2 separate regions of the Triticum aestivum genome follow, and region 1 is linked to region 2. The links are chromatin contacts, called in public Hi-C maps. All regions are on one chromosome and are shown on one strand. The core of a region is the stretch at or near the end of the contact, and the rest is flanking DNA. Distances in the headings are between cores, read along the strand shown.

The links. Hi-C and Micro-C count contacts between places; a contact is called where the count stands out from the background.
Region 1: a contact with region 2 is called in a Hi-C map of leaf, with 4 times the contacts expected there. The contact joins the promoter of LOC123144036 here to the promoter of LOC123144032 in region 2. A contact is called at or near these places in 3 of 5 Hi-C or Micro-C datasets (all in leaf).

What each region holds. Positions count from the first base shown.
Region 1 is chr6D:123,914,313-123,917,664 of IWGSC CS RefSeq v2.1, reverse strand. It overlaps LOC123144036 (homeobox protein knotted-1-like 2), which reads left to right and starts at 1,642. Exons shown (of 6, transcript XM_044563050.1): 1 at 1,642-2,034; 2 at 2,697-2,817. The coding sequence starts at 1,729.
Region 2 is chr6D:123,566,304-123,569,640 of IWGSC CS RefSeq v2.1, reverse strand. It overlaps LOC123144032 (BRAP2 RING ZnF UBP domain-containing protein 2), which reads right to left and starts at 1,931. Exons shown (of 12, transcript XM_044563045.1): 1 at 1,681-1,931; 2 at 1,472-1,587; 3 at 1,109-1,217; 4 at 893-1,007; 5 at 25-122. The coding sequence starts at 1,869. LOC123144033 (a long non-coding RNA gene) reads left to right here and starts at 2,051. Exons shown (of 2, transcript XR_006471219.1): 1 at 2,051-2,217; 2 at 2,832-3,337.

The DNA.
Region 1 (3,352 bases), core at 393-2,892, 350 kb before region 2:
TGCATGCACGGGTACTTCTCAAACCACCAAGAGATATTGGCAAAGGATCGAAGATCAATACTTCCGCATTATGAAAAACTATCCCAATAGGACTCCACGCACATTTCGGTCGCTTCAAGGTCGTTGCGAGAATATCAAACCTATGTGCAGCCGTTGGGCAGCTTGCTTGGAGCAAGTACGCAATGCACCTCCAAGTGGCACCGTGGAGTCCGACTATGTGAGTTTGTTTTGCCTTTGTTCAAGTTGTGCATCATCATAATGTATCAAGACAAATGATTGCATCACTTTTTTCACATTGTGTAGGACAAGATTGCTCAACATAGATACAAGGACATGGAAGCTTCGGAATGCAGATTCTTTAAATTAGAGCATTGTTGGGAGTTGCTCCAAAAGTGCGAAAAGTGGAAGTTGATCGACAAGGAATCCCCACCAAAGAGAGGCTCACTTACAAACATGGATGAAGATGAGGATGGCCCAAGAAATTTGCACAAGCCCGATGGCGACAAGAAGACTAAAGAGAAGATGAAAAGAGAGCAAGAAGCATCGAGCTTGAGGGAGAAGATTGATGCCATGGTGCAATCAAACGAGTTGATGTTGTTGAAGTCGTTGGAGATCAAGAAAGAGTTGGCCGAGAAGAAGGCCAAAGAGAAGTAAGAAAAATGGCAAATGCTCAAGGAAGAGGGGCTCCGCAAAGCTGCCATTGAGGAGAGAAAAGCACGCGCCTCTGAAAACAAATCGATGTCATTGTTGCTCGCCGAAGAGAACAAGATCATGTCAATGAACCGCAATGACATGGACGACGTCACCAAAACATGGCATGATATGGCAAGGAGAGAGATCTTGAAGAGGAGAATCGTTGCCTTGGCCGGTCCGTGTTCTAGTTCCGGTGATGTTTTCTCTGCACCATATGGTGTCAATGTGGATGATTTCGATGCGGGAGTTGGAACAAGCGACGGAGGTGGCTACGGTGGCGCCGATGAACTTCAAGATGGACTCCATGGCGCGGAGTGAAGATCGACCCCCAAGATGATGCCGGACATGGGCGCAAACCTTTGCATGCCCTCTTTTGCGTAATGAACTTCGCTTTTATTTACCCGCAAACTGTTTATGTCATTTGAATTTGAACTTGTTGGTGAAATCCTATGTCAAATTCTAGATTTACAGTTTTTCTGTTTGAGGGTCGTTGCGCTGGTGCCTGAGCAGAACCCGCATAGCCGACCCGTAAAAAAGCATATTCCGCGAATATTTTTTTTACGGATTCGTTTGTGGGTCTGCATCTGTGCCGGCCCGCAAAAGCGATTTTGCGCGAACTGCAAACGCGTTTTGCGGGCCAGCGGAATGCGGGGTCTGCTAGAGTTGCTCTTACTTACATAAAGTTGTTTTTATTTTCATAGATTTTTTAATACTAGTAATTTGGTCTCCACGCCGGCCAGCAGCTGTATCTCCTCGTCGGTATCGACGCCGTAGGGGGCACGTCTCTGCAGTCCACACCTCACATACTTTGACGAGCTCGTCGTCTCGCTCGCTCGCGGACAGTCGTCAGCCGCGACAAGGACGCCAACCCACCCTGCCATCCGTCATCCACTCCGCCCGTCCCTCCCACCCCCACCAACCAAAACCCACAACCGCCGAGGTCGTTGCGCCTCCCCTCCCCCCGAGCGCCTCCGCCCCCGCCCCCGCCCGCCCCCCTCCCCCTCGCCACCCGACGACGCGGCGACGGAGGGCTCGATGTCGTTCCACTACCCGGACCACGGGCTCGCGATGGACGCGGCGGCGGCCGCCGCGGCCGCTGCCTCGTCGCCAAACCCTAGCTTCTCCCCCGGCGGCGGCGGCGGGGAGAGGGAGAAGGCGGCCATCGCGGCCCACCCGCTGTACGAGCGGCTCCTGGAGGCCCACGTCGCCTGCCTCCGCGTCGCCACCCCCGTCGACCAGCTCCCCCGCATCGACGCGCAGATCGCGGCCCGCCCGCCCCCGCTCGCCGCCGCCGCCGCCGCGGGCGGGCCCTCCGGAGGCGAGGAGCTCGACCTCTTCATGGTATCTATGGCCTTCACGCCGCTGCCTATTTTTTTCCTGCGTTGCCACTGGGTGCCGTACATGTCTTCTATATATGCTTCGTGTGAACAATTGGAATTCGGAATAGAGAGAAATTGGGATAAAATTTGTGTAGGTTTTGATTAGGGCTAGTGATGGATTTGTGATGTGCTCCTTATGGTGAATTGGAGGGTCGATCTGACTAGTGGTTGCTGGTTATTTTAACAACACTACCAAATAGCCTTATGGATTTGTTTGTATGAATGAGACATGAAACCAAAGCAGATACAGCATATATCTTAGACTAAGGTTCATCGATATAGTGGCACCATATACTTGTTGAAGCAGTTAAGATACGCCATGGGTCATTGGTGGGCCTTTTTGTGGTATTAACAGCTTATTTGGCACACCTGAAATGTCATACTAGTTTACCTGCTCGCCTGTATGAATTGCCCATTTCTGTCTTTACTTCGGTCTTCTTTTGTAGTGCCCTTACGGCTACTGATCATCTAAAATGCTTGTATGTCGCATAACTAGAATTTCCTTTACTTTTCTGAAACTTGTATATCTTCTAAGAAATGAATATGTTGCTTACATCTAGCATAATGTTTTTTTCTGTGTACAATCCTTCTTATGGTTTCTAATTATCCTTCATTGGCTTGCAGACACATTATGTATTGCTTCTCTGTTCATTTAAAGAACAACTCCAGCAGCATGTACGTGTTCATGCAATGGAAGCAGTGATGGGTTGTTGGGAGCTTGAACAATCCTTACAAAGTCTAACAGGTAAATGAAAGCTTTTATCTGTGTATATTGCTTGAGCAGAGTAGCAGAAATTCTCCAGTATATAGTATGTAGTTATTTATAATGTGGAAACCAAAAAGCGTGGTGGCTAGTGAAAAGTGGAAGAAAAATGGATATCAGGCGGATAACATAATTAAAATTTAAAAAGGTTTCACACTGTAAACTTTGAGCGATAGGATTAACTGATTTAAGGAATTTCCAACTATCATAGGCCTACCTTTGATGCTTATGAGCTTCCGTTGTATGTTATTATACTTATATTCCTTACGATCCAAGAAAGGACCGGGTTCCACTATCGTACCAATAAAGGTGCACTGATCCAGTGCAAAAACAGAAAACAAAAGCAGTTCAGCTACCGCCCTAACACTAGCAGCACTAGAGGTTCGATCTAGATTTACAGCCAGAGAGGCATACAGCACCAAGGGCTGCAAAAGCGTCACTCCAGCCAACACCGCGTACAAAAGATGCCTAACACCTAAGCCAACCAGCAACTTTCAGGATCATGAACAGCAAGAGC
Region 2 (3,337 bases), core at 682-3,181:
AAATATATCATATTAAGCTCTTACTGGGCACGAAGAGTCTGTCCATTTTGATATGCATGAACAGTGGAAAGAATGGTTGCATATTGTAGTAAGAATGCCTCCAGGATCTTGGTCAAGTCGCTCTGATTGAAAATAGAAACGAATAAACAACACAATCAACATAAATTCAAAATCCTATTGCTTGGGCTTAGGTAAATAGTAAGAAAACATATGTTCTACGAAGCTAACAAATAGGCATGGAGTAACCTCAAGGGAGTAACACCTATATATCATGAGTTAAACATAAAATGTGTGGTGGATCGTTTACATGTAACAGTTGTAAAGATGCACATGACACCCATTGCCAAAGCGCTTAAAACTATACTGCGACAGGCCGACAGCATAGCATAGGCAAGAGATCATCTTGCCTTCTTGGCCTCATATACTTGCATTTTAAATGTATATGCATGACAATCACAAAATTACACATCAGGGGTTAACAGCAGTTACAAGACATAAACAAGCTAAAATAATGCATATCAGCACGGATCAAATGGGGTTTAAATATTCAACAGCACTAGCATTAGGTGAAAGCTTATAACGTGACTTAAGTTTATTAGAGGAATAGAGATGGCAAAGATACATGCTTCAAAATCAGGTTCCACTTATGTGACATACATTTATTATATGACACACAGGCCATGATGTGGTTTACATCCTAACATCAGCACACTGCAATCATGTCTCTTTCTCATATTAGGTGAATTATGGCATAATTCAGAAATGTGGTTAGGCAAACATTCTACCATTTTAAAGAACTAAAACTGCACAAAATTATTTCAGACAACAAACAAAATGTGGTATTCTAATTTTCTAATACATAGCTAGATTAATTCAAAACATCTCCACATACCTAGACACACTGGGCAAGTAGGCTGCTCAGCTGAGCTCGTAATCGAGCTATGGGCATGCTCGATCAATTGAGTGTAGTGCACGTCTTCCACAAAACGTATACGAGAAACATCACCCTGCAAACACATCAATCTCCAATTAATTACGATGGCATACATTTAATCACAGCAGCAGAAAAAACAAGTGTATATTCAGCAGAATTAGAAGAAACCAACACCTCCAGTGATGAGAACTGCTTTCCATTGAAGTGCTTGTAGAAGCTATCGGTGGAGCTCAGAGTGTCAAACTTTATGAGAACGCTATACTGGTCCTCCGCTCCATCAATCCTACATTATGAGCACCAATTAATACACCAATCCGCGCTTACATCAAAGTAGCTCAAGCCCCATCAAAGAGGCAAAGTTGGCCAGTTTTGAGGGCACAAGTCCAATACAGCACAACAAACGATGGGATCGAGGAAACTGAACCTATCTGAAGTTCAGAACCACTCGGACTGGACCAAGCTATGCGATCGAGGCCTTGGGCCAACGCAACTGCGCGAAGCTAAGCGAAGGCAGGCAGTGGTGAACAAGCGAGGTACCTGACGATGCGCATCTCGAGCATGTGGGGGACGAAGGAGCCGCAGAAGCGGCAGAAGTCCGCGTAGGTCATGTGGTTGGGCACCGCAGGTACGAACACCTGCGGCTTCCTCTCTGCCTACAAACACGCCGGGCGAGCGAGCGTTAGAGGTCACAACACCCAATACACGAACAGACAAAATACAAAAACCCTAGAACTGGGATAGCTTACCGGAAGATGAGATGACGAGGAGGAGGCGGCCGCGGCAGCGGTGGGTGGGTCGGGGTGGAGGAGGACGACGCCGCGGGTCTCCTCGATGCGGGGGTTCCCAGAGGAGAAGGGGACCGACTCGAGCGCGCGGGTGGATGAGAAGGGAGAGGCGGAGGGGGGGAGGGAGGCGGGATCGCCGGCGTTCGCCATGGCTGGAGAGGATAAGAAGCCTAGGGCAACGACGAGGAAGAAGGGGTTATTCGGAAAAGTTCCTGGCTCAACTGCTCCCAACTCCCAAGTCCTCCCCCTACTCGACCAGGTGGGGCCAACCTGGCAGTGAGATAAAGCGATGGCGTACGTAGTTGATTACCAATCGCGAGAGAATTCTGAAAAAAAAAAAGAGTAGAACGGTGGAAAAAAAAATGTGGAGGACACCGAGCTGATGCGGGGGAGGGGAGGCAGCGCCGGGAGGGCCTCCGCTGGCCCGGCGGCGGACCTTGGCGTCGGGGGAGCGGCTAGAATCGAGTTCTTTCCGGCTTCGGCTGTTTTTTCACCTATGTAAGTCAAAGCCGCAGAGAACTGGGCCAGTATTTTCCAAGTAGAAATGCACATCGCCTCTGTAAAAAAGAAGTTCATAATGCACTGCGCCTGTTGCTCGGGCCTCGCGTGCATCTTTGCGGTTGCTTCGGGTTGTGGCGGAAAGGTTGGGAAGGTCGGCATTACGTTACTGAAACTGGATAGTTGGTTGCCCGCCAAGTGGTCGACGTAATGCTGTGCGCGTTACAGTGCAGTGCAGCGCAGCTCAGCTATCCAGGGTTGGCGCCCATGCGATCACCAGATGGTGGAGTGCTCAGTGTTAAGGTTTGTTAGGTATGAGGTGTCCACTCTGTTCATGAGCTTTCGATGCCTCTTAGTGTGGGCGATGAGCGGAACGTGTCTAGGCTCTCAGAATTCAGATGATGAGCCTAGTTCCAAGTTTACCCGGCCATGGCAATAAGGCATGGTGGAACCTTATGCTGGTTGCAGTGGATAAGAGTGAACCGATGGCGTGTTGTTTTAGGATTTCAGTTCACAGATATCTGACTTACTACTGACTTGTTGTGTTTCTTGAAGAATTCACTTAGAATGTACTCTGTCATCATCTTCTAATTGGTTTATTTTGTCATTGTCAGGATGCGGATTTAGATTCCGATACATACATCATTCCCCCTTCAGGCTTGCTTGGATACACCATAGTCCAATTTGACCTTTTGGATTGGAAGGGATTTTAGTTCAATTTCACTGTTCGTTCGATGGGATTGAGAGATCCAATCAGCTTAGAGTGTGCCCAAACAGGCTACAGGATTCACAGTACTGTTGTGCAACTTTACACGATGGCATAAAGATTGGAAGCCAAATCTTTGATGGAATCTATGACTGTTTTGTCATAGGCAAGCTTTGGTTAGATCAGTTCCTTGTTCGTTTGGCCTCATGTATCTTCCAGGCTAGCAACTCATAGGCGTGAAATTCAGGCGTTCACAGCACAGTAAGTTTGTCCATGGGCAAAAGTATGTCTGTTCACCCATTATGGGACAGGTAAATTTTGAAGAAAAAAAAATCCTACCTTTCATATTCTGTTAGCTGAAATGTTAAACTATACACTATTCTACTCTGGTGTAATTTATCCTTTAGATTAATT